2 separate regions of the Mus musculus genome follow, and region 2 is linked to region 1. The links are chromatin contacts, called in public HiChIP or PLAC-seq maps. All regions are on one chromosome and are shown on one strand. Each heading gives the region's core, a stretch centred on a gene start, on an enhancer-like site or on the middle of the called end of the contact. The rest is flanking DNA. Distances are from core to core; before and after follow the strand shown. Region 1 overlaps Arhgef28 (Rho guanine nucleotide exchange factor (GEF) 28). Region 2 has its middle 22 kb from the start of Utp15.

Region 1 (7,429 bases), core at 2,578-5,077:
GGCGTAGTTACTGACAGTCATTGGGTGATTGTACATGCCTCGTGCTGTTTTAAGTAGTTTATATTTAAGCAGTCTATTCTGGACACTCACTTGATAACCATCTTGGTTGCCGATTCACTGTCTTTGGAATTCTGCCTTTCTAACAATTGTAGTAATAGTGGACTGATTATTAAGAATTTTTTTTATTACAAATATTTTTTTGCTAGGAGGTTGTAAGAGAAGAAGAGCCAGTGTAACACTTGGTCAAGCCACATACAGTAATGTCACCTGCATGGGGTGTGTGGGAAATCTTACTCATGGTCACATCTGCTTCTCTCTCTCTCTCTCTCTCTCTCTCTCTCTCTCTCTCTCTCTCTCTCCTTTCACCTGTGCTCTTAGAGGACCTAGGAGGGCAGAGGGCAGATTTTTTTTCTCCTTGACACTATTACTGGTGTCTTATCAGATGCTCCAAGAAACTCCTTAGCCACATTGATGCTTTACCTTGGCCATGGTGTAGGTAATTATTAAAGGAGCTGCTTTCTTTGGGATTCTCTTATTTAGACTAATCAGTTTTTGAAAAAAAAAAAAAAAAAAAAAAAAAAAAGGACACATGAAAGGGACTTATCCCAGACCTTGTAGGCTCACTGCAACAGACAAGCCACTTTCCCAGTTTCCTGATGCTTATATAGTACAAATCACCATTATAACAACTGTCCATTTTAAATTAATACATTCTAATTAAATTATCTTTAAATCATCTAAACATCTAAGCATTAAAGAAAGTGCTACTAAATTGGTCCTCCCTTTGCATAGTGGGAATTGACTTTAATACTAGAAATCAATTCACTGAAAATAATAGGTTATCAGCAAAATTGATTAAAGTTAAGATCTAAAGATCCATATTCCTAACACATTTGAAATACGTGTGTACCTATTGAAAACAGTGTCAGGAGAGTTTCTAAAGAATAGGGTTTATACGATTTTATGGTGAGCAGTTTTACCAACCTCATGCCAGAAATTGGACATTTTTTGTTTGGGGATGTTGAAAAGAACCTTTTCTGACTTTTATAAATTTAAAAGTTACTTAAGCTCAGTTCCTTCTTATCCAAAGCAGCTGAGTGCTGGAGGAACACCGCGCAGTCAAATTTGGTTAAAATACAGAATGAAACCATCTGCATTTGCACACAGAGGCAGCACTGTTCCCATAATGCAACAGTGGCTCAGGCCTGTGCTAGCCACTGTTCCACCAGGTCCACCAGGTCCGGTGGGTTCTAGCTCCTTAATATAGCGTTGATTTGTTAGCACTTAGGTTTAAGTCTCTGCTGCTCTGGGATTAAGGATGGCACAGTTTAATAGCATTCTGAAGAACATGGTATAGTACAGCCAACCTAACAGATTTTTAATAAAAACTAGTAGTTCCTTGATAAAGTCTTCTGTGTTGTGGAGAATCGAAGTAGAGTTGAGTAGCCAGGAGTTAATTTTTGTTTTATTTGAGATGGTTCAGTCTGTTCCTTCTAGGAATGGCTACACGGACTAGGGGAAGGCAGAGTGATCATGGCCTAGTTACTCCAGCGAGCAGCCTGGGTAGCCTTGACTCCTCTATGACCTACAGTCTCAAGTTGCAAACCACCTGGCTGAGTGAGTGGGACAGGCGGAACCCACAAACGCATAGTCTGTTTCTCAACTGGTAGCGACCAGAAACGCCTATCTATTGCAAACCATCACTGTTCCCAAGATAAATAGAGTCTGCTTCCTCGCCTTCAGTTATCCTGCTTCCCTGTCCCAGGAGATTTCTGTTGGCGTGCTAAACAGGTGGATGAGTGTTTTCAGGGTGAGGTTATGAGAGTATATTTCCCAAGCATTTCTGTATAATTTTCAGGAATATAGCAAAGTTGAAACAAGTATGTGACGACTGCGCGTTCTATTAGATTCTGTAGTTGTCATCATTGCTCTATCAAATCTAGCCCCCAGTTCATCCATCTGTGTGATTCATTTTTACTTAAGAAGCTGCTGTTTTTCTCTTTAGAACCATTTCAACCTAAAGCAAAATGGAATTGCGCTTATATAGGTGTACGTAGAGACATAACGCTCTTCTCGTCCTTTGTCCCCCTCAGTCCTGTAAAGCCAGTCACAGGGTCCTTTCTTTGTAGGATTCAGGAAGAAGAATGGGATGAATACGTCATTCCTGCCAAATCCGAGTCTGAAAAGTACAAAGTGAGCCGAACTTTCAGCTTCCTCATGAACAGGATGACCAGCCCACGGAACAAATCTAAGGTAACTGAGTGTCTGTGCCTATCTGCTGTAGAGTGTAGGAGGCTTCCGTCCTCAGCAGCTAGAGGCATTCCTGTATGTGTTCCCCTTCCATCTCCCGCCTCTGACTGTACATGCCCCTTCTTACGGATTCTTGTCAGCTCGTTAGGATTGTTAAAGCCCGTGCATGGGTCAGCTCACATGGATGCCAGGGCTCTGTAAGAGTGTTAGATGGTGACTGTTTTCTATGTTTCCTCCTACTTTTTCTATCATGACTGCTGCCTCTGAAGATGAAAAACAAGGACACTAAAGAAAAAGAAAAAATGAATCGACATCAGTTTGTCCCGGGAACGTTCTCCGGGGTTCTGCAGTGCTCCGGTTGTGATAAAACACTCCTGGGGAAAGAGTCACTCCAGTGTGCCAGTAAGTCCCATGTGTGATGTGTTCTCTGTCTGTCCTGAAAGCTCCCAAGGGTAAAACCACTGCTCAGCAGGTTTGCACAGACCTACTCGTGAGGGCCTCACATATCACAGAGCTATTTGCCTTGCAGTGGTCAGTACTGGTCATTCGGTACTTGTGTCCAGTCGATGACTTTCTTAAGTCTAAGCCTGTTACCTCATTGTCTGCTGGACGTCTCCACTTGAATATTTCACATCTTTTGAATGTTACTTGCTGGAAACTGAGATCTTATCCCATCTCGGTGCTTGCTGGCAAGCCGATCCACCCATAGCCCCAGACAGACACTTGTCACAAGACTTCAGAGGATTTGTTTATGACGCCTTTTCTCTTGCATGCTGGTCCTTTAGCAACTCTCTTCACTCGGTTTCCAACGTGTATCTCAAACCCACCTACTTGTCACCCATCACTGCCCTCACTCACCTGAAGCCACCACTAAAATTGGTCCACTTATGTTGGTTTTCTGTGGCTGTGATAAACTCCAATGACCAGGACCAGCAGGCTGTTTTTCAACGACGGGTTCCTAAGAGGAAGGACCAGGGGATCCGAAAACAAAGGAGACAGGAAAGCTTGAAAATCGGGAGGTCTTACATAAGCGCTGTCTGATGCCAAGCAACTTTCTTAAGAAATACATCATCTTAGGTACAGTTCGCAGGGGAGAAATGAAACAGAGTCAGCAGAAAGCTATCATACTGTGGTTAGAAACCAGCAGGAAGCTAATCAAGCATTGTTGCATAATGGGAACACGGGATATTTCAAAGGCATCAAAGACAGAGTATGCAAAGTCCCGGGAATCAATAACCACAGCCCGAAAAGAAGGGGAAAATGAGTCCTTAGGATCCAGAAAACTGCAGTGTCCCTAAGGTCTTGCCTCAAGCTACTCCTGGACTTGCCAAGTATGTACCTGGTTTTAGAGCAGGGACTAAGTTCCTCCTCTATATATCAGGGCCTTAGGGAAAGTCCTGGACCAGCCTGGCCCTCAGCAACACACCATACCAAAAGTACCTAGAAAAGGAAGGGTTTATTTACTTGACACACCCTGTTCACAGTCCATCACTGAGGAAAGCCAAGACAGGCGCTGAGGCAGGGTCAGAGCCCATGGAAGAATACTGTTACTGGCTTGAACTCTGTGGCTCACTTGCCTTGCTTATTGTAAAACCCAGGACCTCCTATCCAGTGGCAGCACCGCCCATAGTGGGCTGGGCCAGGCCACATGAATCATTAACTACAAAAATACTTAGAAGCCAATGTGGTGAAGGCATTTTTCCAGTGGAAGTTCCCTCTTCCCAGATGACTTTAGCTTGAGTCAAATTGACAAAGAACTAACCAGGACACAAGGGCTCCTCTCCTCTTGCTTCCTTGGCTGGTCACATCGCCTTCTTTACCATTCTTCTCACAAGCCAGAATACTCCTGTCCTAGCACCTTCTGTCTTTGAGGCTCTTCCTTCAGTAAGCTCTGTAGATCATCAGTAACACCACCCTGTACCTGGCTTGCCATTTCCTTATCACTGAGTCCCCGGCCCTGTTATTTACCACCATGTGTGTTATGGCATATTTCCATTCACTGTAAGTTCTGGAAGGAGAAAGGGGGGGCATAGTAATTTTTCACAGCCCCTACACGAGCCAACGCAAAGCTGATCCTTAATACTTATGTTTAATTAATGAGTCCTAAGGTAAACTGATGTGCAAGCAAGACCTGCTCCACTTGAGTCCACTAAGTGGGTGTTGATGGCATTGTGGTCGAAGCTAGAAATTGCCAAAAGTGCTGTAGACATGCTCAGCTGTCAAACCAGATATTACTTAAAAAAATAGCTGTATGAAGACTTACAGAAAATATTCGGATTATATTATATATATAATATAACTTGGATTACTATCACATTTTGACGTTGAGTAGTAGATGATGACATGGGCATGAATGAAAACTTAAGTTGTCTCAAACTTTTCCACCTCCAAAAGCTTTGCTGTTAATTTATCATTTTATTAGCATTTAACATTGTTCAAGCTAATGGGTTTTTCTGATGACACTCCGTACATGCATGTAATATACCTTCAGCATCTTTAATTCCCCACTGTCATCTCCTGCTGCCCCCTGTTCCCCTCCCCCACTTCCAAGCCCCTCTCTACTCTCGTGCATCGTCTCTGTTGTTTTCCTTTCTCTTTAATTATTATTTTTACAATGATTCATGTAAATATACAGATAAATATACAGATACTGCCTGAGTCCATCTAATGTTGCTCTTGTGTTGCGGGTTGAGCGTGCCGCATTGGGTAGCCACTTAGAGGGCTCATCCCTGGGCATGTGTGAGTCCCCCCTTCTCTCAGCAGCCACTAATTACTTATAGTCTCTTCTAACCCCAAAACATTGCATCAGCCTTTAATCTAAGATTGCATCTGATGATATTATCAAGAGTATTTAGTTATTCCTCCTGGTTTACTCACTTCTTCTTTTATAGTTTCACAACATAAATGAACATTTGTTCTCACACGGATCTGTCTACATTGCTGATTAGTCCCTTAGATTAAATTCTACAACCAGGTTGTGAGTTGAAGTGTACACTAGCTGCTTCTCTTTATACAACAGTGGTTTTTAGAATTAGTTTGGGGACTTACAAGGTTTTCATTGGGAGTGGAGTGTTGGTCGCTCAAACTTGGATTACTATCACATTTTGACATTGAGTAGTAGATGATGACATGGGCAGTCTCTACTGTGTTAGATGTCTAATCCTCTATGCATAAGGGTCAATAGCTCTACTATTATAGACAAATATGATGTAAAACAATATGTTGTAGAAGAAGTACTCAAAATCTTGGTGTCATTGTTGCTGTTAGATTCCTAGTTGCCAACAGTTCACAAACATTGCTGTTCTGCAGTGTTCTCATGTCTACCTGGCTTAGGTGCTTGTATGTACTTTGATGTGACACTATCTGGTGGACAGGCCTTCTCATATGCACTCATCGCGGATGAACTTTAATCAATATTGTTTCACTTTCATATCCTTTCCTGCCTTCTGCACTGAGTTCTGCTTCTCTCTCAAATGTGTTCCCCGTGTTTGTTCCTTTTCTTTGTCTGTCACATAACCGTTTCTGTGAGTCTCATTCTTGGGGTGTGTGTCTTTAATTTAGCTCAAGAGAGTCTGTAATGTAACGGAAAGATCTTGTTTTATAACAAAGGGTTGTTCTTATTTACATTTAGTTTTACTGCTTCCGACTATCTTTGATAGTTTCTGGCTGTTTTCCTTGCTGTCTGGCTCAGCTCTTTGGACCATGTGTTGTTTGGTTTTATTGTTTCCTGCCATTTGGCAAGATAAGGGCTTTTAATATCTCCTAATGATAGTGCTATGGCTGTGTGGGGCTCATAATTTAATACAGTTTTTCTTCCTCATGTGAGCCTCCTTCTCCTCTCTGTTATATATCCAATTGTTGCATTACTGCATTCTTATATTGTAGGCTGAGCATTTCAGGAATTGACGTGGCTGCTTCAGGAGCAATTCAGTATTTTGGTTTTTTTGGTTTACTTCTCTGTGTATACTTACAATTGTTTTAAAACCATTCTCCCTCCTTCATTTTCTGTCCTCCCTTCCTTGCTTCTTTCTGCTCTTCCTTCCCTCCTTCCTTCCTTCCTTCCTTCCTTCCTTCCTTCCTTCCTTCCTTTGTTTTGTTGCGCTAAAGTCCCTTATTCTCATAGCTCAGGCTATCCTCAAACTTACTATGTAGCCAAGGTTGACTTGAAACTCCTGGTCCCCCTGCCTTCGCCTCCCAAGTGCTGAGGTTACAAATGTGCATCACCGAGCCCAAGGGCTTTTTGTTTGCCTTTGCCTGGGTCACTGCTTACTTTTAGGCTAGAGAGAAAGCTGGGTGACTAAGAGCAGATGTCGCTCTGGCAGAGGACTGGAGTTTGGCTGCAGAACCCACACTGGACAGCATTCAACCACCTGTAACTCCAGCTCCAGGGGATCTTGATGTCCCCATGGGCACCTTCACTCGAGTGAGCATCCCCATGTACAGACTCATAGACATAACTAAAAAGAAAAAGAAATCTTAAGGAAAAAAACTAAAGACCTCCTATCAACCCATCCTTCAGTCTTTATTCCCCATTCTTTCTCAGGCTAGGGTGTGATGAGGCAGCTTATGGAAACCTTTATGCACTTTGTTTGTTTCACCCTCAAAATGCAATCTATCTGGCTGAATGAAACCATACTCCAAAGCTGTTCCCTTTAAGCTTCCGTCTGCAAGGTCCAATACAGTTGAGCATTTATTGTTACTGCGGGAGAATCTGGGGCCTGTGGGCCTTGTGTCCTTGGTTAGTAACTCCCTTCTCTCTGCCTATATGCCAGAATGCTTTTAAATGTTCTATCACATGGAAATTGTCAGCATGTGTCTATGGCATGTATCATTTCATCATTCTTGCAGTCTGTCTGTCTCATGAAGCTCCACTTCCTCTCAGCCAGCTGGCCTGCCCACAGCCTTTTCTTTGTCCATGCCCCCGGGTTGCATTTCATGGAACCCTCTTTCTTCTGTCTTATTATAGGCACATTTCATTCATTTACTTTTCTTTCTTTCTTTTTTATTGGATATTTTCTTTATTTACATTTCAAATGTTTTCCCCTTTCCAGGTCTCCCCTTCAGAAACACCCTATCCCATCCCCTTCCCCCTGCCTCTATGAGGGTGCTCCCACACCCACCAATCCACTCCTATCTTCCTGCCTTGGCATTCCCCTACACTGGGGCATTGAACACCCTC
Region 2 (7,429 bases), core at 3,513-6,012, 260 kb before region 1:
ATAAGAGGGACATTTGACAGTGGGACTCAGTCCAGGTCAGAAATATTTGGAAACAAGTCCAAAGTCAGCAATAAAATTTTCAGTCTAAGGCTGACGGGCCCTTTCTGACATCCAAAGGAAAGCGAAGAGTGTTAGCTGATGGGGTGGGAACTCTTGTCTGCCCTGCTGATCTTTCCTGGCCTTGAGCCAATTGGATGACACCTGTCCCCACTGACTGGATGGATTCATTTTCTAGTTTCTTCTGGAATTGACCTGCCAGCTGTTCAGCTATTAGTCCATGCAGCTCATGAACACACATCAGCATTGTGTTTATTTACAGCAAGCCGATGCCCTGAGGCCCTGGGGTTATAACATTGGCTACCACGGTAGGCATGGGAGCTTTAGGCAGCCTCTCTTCACTGTGTTCTATGTTGAACACAGTCTAAGTGGTCTCACCCCTGTCGGGAAGAAGCAAAAGAAACTTATTCTAAGTATTACCATTTCGTTTAACTCATAGGGAGAAACTAAATTCTCCAGGCCTCAGGGGAGCTGGGGACTTCCCTGTAGCTGAACATCTCTTGTAAGCAGTTGTCCGAGTTCAGCCGTCTCAGGGACAACTTCTCCATCTTGCTGGCGGTGTTAAACAAGGTCACGTTCCCAGTCCTAGGCATGAACACCTACCCCAAACACCTTCTCCAAACGTTTTCTTAGTTGTCTGTTAACAGGTAAAGAATATAGAAATGGCTGTTACCTAAACTAAGGTGCATAAGTTATAAAAATGTATACCCAATTGCCCCTTATGCCCTAATTAATCAACTACACACAGCTGATCCACTCCTTTGCCCCCCCCCCCCCCCCCCACACACACACACTTAACACTCTGGGCCCGAGAAGATCCTGGGGCCATCTGGTTCTCAGGCTCTCAGGTTCTCAGACACTGCTGGGAGCCAAGGAAAAGCTGAGAATGGAGTGGGGGGCTGGAGGGCTGGATCTACCCTGGGGTGGGGCTGGGGGCTGGGAGGAGGAGGAAAGAGCTCCGACTAGTCCTGCAGAGAGAGTCCTTGCCTTGATAGTGGCGGGCTTGAACTTGGCTTTGTGGCAGTCATGGTTGGGAGAGAGGCCTTCTATGGGAGATTAGACAGTGGTTCTGTAGTGTAGGCAAAGGTCTTCTCCGTGGCTCCCCACAGCAGATCCCGGTGAAAAGAGGCAGTCCGTGGTTTTAAAGCATTTCATGTCATGGCAGAAAATGGATGTGTAAAACCATACCCTGCTTCTCAGGGTGGGCCTGAGGTTAAATACCTTTTGCAGGGAGGAATGCCTGGGAAGGAAAGCTGGTTGGCTAAGCCCTCCAGGCCTTTAGATACCTCTTTAAAATAGAGATCCGTCCTGAGCTTACATGACCACAGGTCATGTCCTCTACATGTGGAGGGGTTTGGGGCATTGCCTTTATGTGACTGATGGCCACAAATCTGGGGGTGGTGGTGGTGGTGGTGGTGTGGGGTGGGGGGCTGTGGCTAGTGACAGGGGCCTGGTGCCTGGAAACAGGCAAAGCTCCTACCATCCCTTTCAGGGTCTCTGGGGCTTCTAGCCTTAGCTCAACCAGGGACCACACTACCTCTCACAGTCTCACACACCATGACCAAGGCAACTCTAATAAAAGATAGTATTTAATGGAGGGGCCTGTAGTTTCCGAGGTTTCGTCTATTATGGAATGGCAGCATGCAGGCAGGCAGGTGCTGGAGAAGTAGCTGAGAGCTACATCCTGATCCCTGGGCAGAGAGAGTAACACTGGGCCTTGTGTGGGAGTTTGAAACCTCAAAGCTCACCCCCCAGTGACACACTCCTTCCAACGAAGCCACACCTTCTAATCCTCATCAAATAGTGCCATATGGGACATATGGGAGTCACTGTTGTTCAAACCTCCGCGTTAGAAGTGCTTGCTTACTTTGTGGCTGGATAGAAATCAGGTAACTAATTGCACAGTACAAGGTTCTTTCAATGGGATGCAAACCCACAGTGAATCTAACCAGGATTCATTTGTTTCCATTCCCTCAAGCTTCTCACTGAAGCACTTCTGCCCTCACTCTGCCCATATGTAGGGTCTCTACACAGATTTTCCCCAACGTGTCTGAGAAATACAATGTATCATGAAGTCTTCATTGTTTAAAATGTAACGGCACAGATGTGTTTCTAGATCTTTCCTCACAGGGTTGCCTTTTTAACAAAATATACTCAAAGCAAACATTTCCTGGTAACATAAAAGGGAAAACATACAGGTAAAGAAAAATCTCTCTTCCAGGTAGAGACTTGTCTTATGCTTCCAAAGGGGCACAGAGCTCCCGATTCATATCTTGTATGAGACTGCCGAGCCTCAGAAATACCATGATCTGCTCTCTCCTGCATCATGAAGAACCAGAAAGGTTGGTGTGGACTCCAGACTGAATCTGGAAGAGGGTATGTGCTACAGGGGACTCGAGTCTATTTCTCCACATCTGGGTGCTGGAGAACCAGGGACTTTAATGCCCAGGGAGGAGGATGAGAAACTGCCTTTTCCAGTATCTTTTCTTTCTTTCAAGGCAGATTTTCCTAACTAGGTCAACTGATTGAAATGCGAATGTTTCAGAGAACCCTGCAGACACACCTGTGCTAGTGCTGTACCAGTTATCTGGGTTTCCTTTAGAGCAGTCAGGTTGACATCTCATCTTAAACACAACAGAGCAAGTACCTGTTTCCTATGTATCGAACTGTCAATGGAGCTGGAAAGCTGGTGCACACAAGGATTGATTTAATATAGGGAACTAGGGCTTTCTGACAGCATCAAGGAGTTGGAATGGAGCCACTGCTCAAGAGCACAGCCCCAGAAAGCAGAAGGCCGTGACTTTCACCATCTGCAAGCTAGAGACTAGACCTTGGTTGGCTTAGTCACTGTCACCTCTCAGTTCCCATCTCCTGTCTGTGGACAATAACAAGCAGAAAGCTGGCTTTTCCTTACCCCTGCCTTCCTAGTCAGGTGTCAGCACGCGGTATTAATGTTCTCATAACAAATTACCTAACAAAGGCAAGGGGTCTATTTTAGTCAGTGGTGTAAGGGAACAATCCATCAGGGCAAGGGAGACACAATGGAGAGAGTGTCTCTAGTCATGATAGCAGGAGTGTGAGGAAGATGCTCACACAGGTCCACAGTCAGAAATCACAGAGATGCATGCTGGGGCTCAAATGCCCCGCCCCCTTTGCAATTTAGTCCTGGACTCCAGCCCACGGGATGGTGCAACCACATTCAGGGTGGCTCTTCTCTCCTCTGTTAAACCTCATTAAACAGAGACACGTCTAGAGGCCTCTCTCCCAGGTGATTCCAAGTCCGTACCTGTGATTAACCATCACATCCATCTCATCTAGGAGGCCAGTTTTCATCCGGGACATTATTTGCAAAGGTTTCTGGGAAATGTGGTTTTAAATACGAAGCTCTGCAATTCTGGAGACATTCTAGCATCCAGACAGAGGGTTCAGAAGCCAATAAGTACAATATTCTTCCCCCTGTAGTTGGCACATCTTTAAACACAGTTGTATGTGTTTAGCTCGCTTCTAAACAGATGGGGGCATGCAGCACACAGTTGTGCATTCCAGTTGTGCATTCCAGCTGTGCATTCCAGTTTTCCATTTAGGCTGCACTGAGACTGGGGATACCTCCGTGCCTGTGGCTCTACCCCATTCTTTCCTAGGCTGTGTCCCACATCACTGTACAGCGGTACCACAATCACTGCAACCAGTCCCCTGCAGATGGGCATTCTGACGCCTTTCAGAATTCTACATCTACAATCAATTATAACCTGGATTTCGGGTTTTTGTATGTACAAGCAATTGTACACCTAGCAGTGCTTTCTATAGCTTTGGTACATTTGAAGAGTGAGTATTATCACCATGGATCCTGGAGAACGAGTCTTTTCTCTCACTGCAGGGTCTGTGCCTGGTTACCCCTTGTCCCTGAAGCTCCTTCATCCAAGGAAATATCAGTTTTCCTGAAACACACACACACACTGTTTAATATTTCACAGAGCACTGGGTATCTAGATAGAGCAGGTAATACTGGTATCTAGTTCTGCACACAATGACACTTGGGTGACAGTTTAGGTGATGTGTCCAAAGTCATACACTTAGTTAGTGGCAAATTTGGATTTGAGCTCAAGTCTCCAGTTTAAAAGGTGCACGTTTCCGAGCAGAGCAGTGCACAAAATAATGTTTTGTGTTGTATAAATACAGAGAATGGTCTTGTTCACTTTTGTATTCTTAACTTTTTGCCTAATACATCTCTGGTGCTTACTGACCATGGACTGAGTAAATGGTCACTTGGTGCTGCCTTGCAGAGAAACATTGTATTTAGAGTTTATAATGTAACACGGAGATAGCTTTCATTTCTCGATGAGATCCAACTCAAATAGAAAACCTTTCTGGAAGTTGTTAATCAGGAGACATTGAAATGGTGCCGCAACTCACTATTGGTCCACAAGAGGGCGGTGTTAGAAAAGCGTGAGAAACCGGCCTCTGCGCCTTCTCTGAAGTTCTCAGAAGGAACGCAAACAAGCCTTTTGCTTATTGCTATGCTAACCAAGTAGATTTAAAGAATAGATGTAGTTATTAGTAGATTATAACCAGAAATAGGGAAACAAATCTAACCAAGGCTCTATTTTAAAAGATGAAGCTTCTCAACCACGTGGAATAATGGGAAGAGCATGCGCTGGCTAACCTTGGGAAAGCACAGGCTTGGCTTGCACATCTGCCAGATGGGGCAAACATGGCGTCCCCTGAAGGCTTGCTGGGAGAAAGGCTATGGTGACACAGAAAACACTATGGTGACACAGAAAACGCCACTGTTTTTTCTTTTGGTTTTCTTTTCTTTTTGGTTTATTTGAGTTTCTTCTTAGCTTATCTAATTACTAACATTGGTTCATTTAGGTAAGAATTATGTTCAAGTTTTCTTTTATATATATTATATACTACACACACATATATATATTATATTGGTGTGGGTGTGTATGTGTGTGCGCGTGCATGCACTGTATGTATACTGAGTCATCACAGGTGCTAGGTAAGGACTCTAACACTGAGTTTATTTACCCAGCTCTTAAGGATATTTTCTGAGTAAATGAGGTATACAAAGTGGTAAAATAGGTGTATAACTGACTTGAGATCAACTGAAGTAAGAAGAGAGTACCTGGTATGGTTTGCAGTCTATACAAATGAGAAGAAAGCAAGAGGGTGGTTCCCCCTAGCTCACTGGTGCTACACTAGGAAATTTGATGGCATTTGTCTCTGTTACTTTTCTCAACACTCCTACCTGAGTGAAGGAGTGTACGAGAGTCAGGAAGAACTTATTTTGGCTCGTGATTTCAGAGCGTACACTCTGCCATGGCAGGGAAGGCATAGGGGTCACAGACAGATCTGCCCATGATGGCTGCGGAGTGTGCAGGAGTCGTCACGTCATGACCAGCCAGGACACAGAGACCGTGAGCCTGGAATCGGAGGCAGAGCCTTCAAGACCCACCCAGTGAGCCACTTCCACCAGCTAGGACCCCTACACCAAAAGTTCCATAACCTCATTCTTGGCTTACAGACTCCTCCCAGAGAACTAGCAGCAGTTATGTCATCACATGCCACCGTTGCTACCTGTGCCGCTGCCGGGTGCAGGTGGCCTGGCAGTGTACAAGAGGACGTTTCGCTATCCCAGCCCCTCTCCCCTCCCCTCACCTCTCCTCTCCCCTCCTCTCTCTTCCCTCTTTCTTCTCTCCCCCTCCTTCTCACTCTCACTCTTTTTTTCTCTCTCTGTTCCCCACGAGAGCCGGCCTCTCTCTCTTTCTATCCTTTATTCCTGCTTTCTCTGTCCTCGTGGCTCTGTCTGCATCTACCCCTTTTCCCTCCCTTCCCCGACATAAACCTCTCATACCAGGCATGGTTTTTCAGGGGACAGCTTTGCACAGGCCTGCTAGGTACCTGCCGCCTTACCCTTACCTTGCAGCCATCACCACATTATATTTCATGATACTTATAAAGCCGGGTCAGGAGCTGAGGACCAGGTGTCAAAATACATGAGCCTCTGAGGGATGGCCCGGATTCAAACCATAACAATGTTGTCATCTTCAAACATTTATTAATTCAGATTTTCCCTATTCAAATGAATCGTATTAGCTTGGTGTATATGATCGTTTTATTGTCCAAAAGGTTAAGAGCATAAGCTATGCTAATTTAATGAGTTTGGCAAATTCCTATAAATATTGCTGTAAGGCATTGTCTTTTCTACACAATGTTTCGGATTATCACACAAAGCAATGGGTTGTATCATGGTGTCTTCATGCACATGCTGATATCCTTTGTTCCCCTCCCTGCCTCTGTTTCCCCAGTTAGTCCCTGCTTCTTCTATTTGCTTATATTCTGTTTTTTTTTTTTAATAAAATTCCAATTGTTCAATTTTACTACTGAAGACTTGGGAGCCAGATGCTGGGGTGAAAGCCTGCTAGCTCAGGGAGGCAGAGAAAGCACCCAGCTGACCTTCCTCCTCGGCTGATGTCCCAGAAGGAATGCCCTCTCTCACACACACACGCATGCACACACACATGCATGCACACACACAGGCATACACACAGACACATGTGCACACACACATGCATGCAAACACACAAGTGCTACAGCATGTGTGTGGAGGTCAGAGGACAACTTGTGGGAGTTGGTTCACTCCTTCTACCATGTGAATTCTTAGGATTAAGCAACTACTTTAACAAGGCCACATCTACTCTAACAGAGCCACACCATCTAATAGTGCCACTCCCTGGACCAAGTATATAGGAACCACGACAGTTAGCAAATGCATTTAATAAAGTTTTTTCCACATCTTTAATGGCTTGCTACCCCTTTTTAGTTTTTATTGCTCACTAATGTTTTATTGTATGAATGTGCCACTGCTAATGTGCGTAGGTTATCTTGCTTCCTGGCAATCGTGCCTGTCTTAGATCTGAGTATTGTGCTAATGAATTATTTAACCCTTTCAAGACTCATGCCATTTGGACAGATCTAGAACTTAAAGGAGAAAATGTCCATCATTCGTTCCTAAAGTCAGCCAAATAAAGACAAGCATGGCAAACATGTTTGTTCCCAGGTTGCACTTTTTTTTCCCATGCATTTGCAAACCCTGTTGGTGTGTGTATTCCAGATCTCCACCTTTCTGGCTCTGAATTGGCCTTACGCCTTGGGTCTCTCACTTCCGGTATGTCCACTTGGCTGAGGTCAGGAGGAGGCATGCAATTTGACTTATTCCATAGAATCAAGGCAGAAGTGACACCATGCAACTTATAAGCAGATGCCTTATATCAAGTTCTTGGAGCTGGAGAGGTGGCTCAGAGGTTAAGAGTACTTGTTCTTCCAGATGATCCAGGTTTGATTCTTAGCACCCGCATGGTGGTTC

The links. HiChIP or PLAC-seq counts read pairs in DNA pulled down with a chosen protein or histone mark.
Region 2: a contact with region 1 is called in a FOXA1 HiChIP or PLAC-seq map of pancreatic cancer cells. The contact joins two enhancer-like sites. A contact is called at or near these places in 4 of 484 Hi-C or Micro-C datasets (brown adipocytes, embryonic fibroblasts, nephron progenitors and 1 more), 2 of 115 datasets of contacts at active chromatin or transcription factors (extraembryonic endoderm stem cells and pancreatic cancer cells) and 1 of 9 other capture datasets (embryonic stem cells).

What each region holds. Positions count from the first base shown.
Region 1 is chr13:97,973,254-97,980,682 of GRCm38.p6, reverse strand. Arhgef28 (Rho guanine nucleotide exchange factor (GEF) 28) reads left to right here. Exons shown (of 36, transcript NM_012026.2): 15 at 2,130-2,253; 16 at 2,520-2,652. Among named protein-coding and RNA genes, the nearest start is that of Gm34388, 83 kb to the right of the region's middle. Within about 2 kb of position 3,827, at least 38 of the 459 cell types and tissues checked have an H3K27ac peak or open chromatin away from gene starts, as enhancers often do. A contact at or near this core is called in pancreatic cancer cells, where this site is marked.
Region 2 is chr13:98,237,499-98,244,927 of GRCm38.p6, reverse strand. No RefSeq gene overlaps it. Among named protein-coding and RNA genes, the nearest start is that of Utp15, 22 kb to the left of the region's middle. Within about 2 kb of position 4,762, at least 4 of the 459 cell types and tissues checked have an H3K27ac peak or open chromatin away from gene starts, as enhancers often do. A contact at or near this core is called in pancreatic cancer cells, where this site is marked.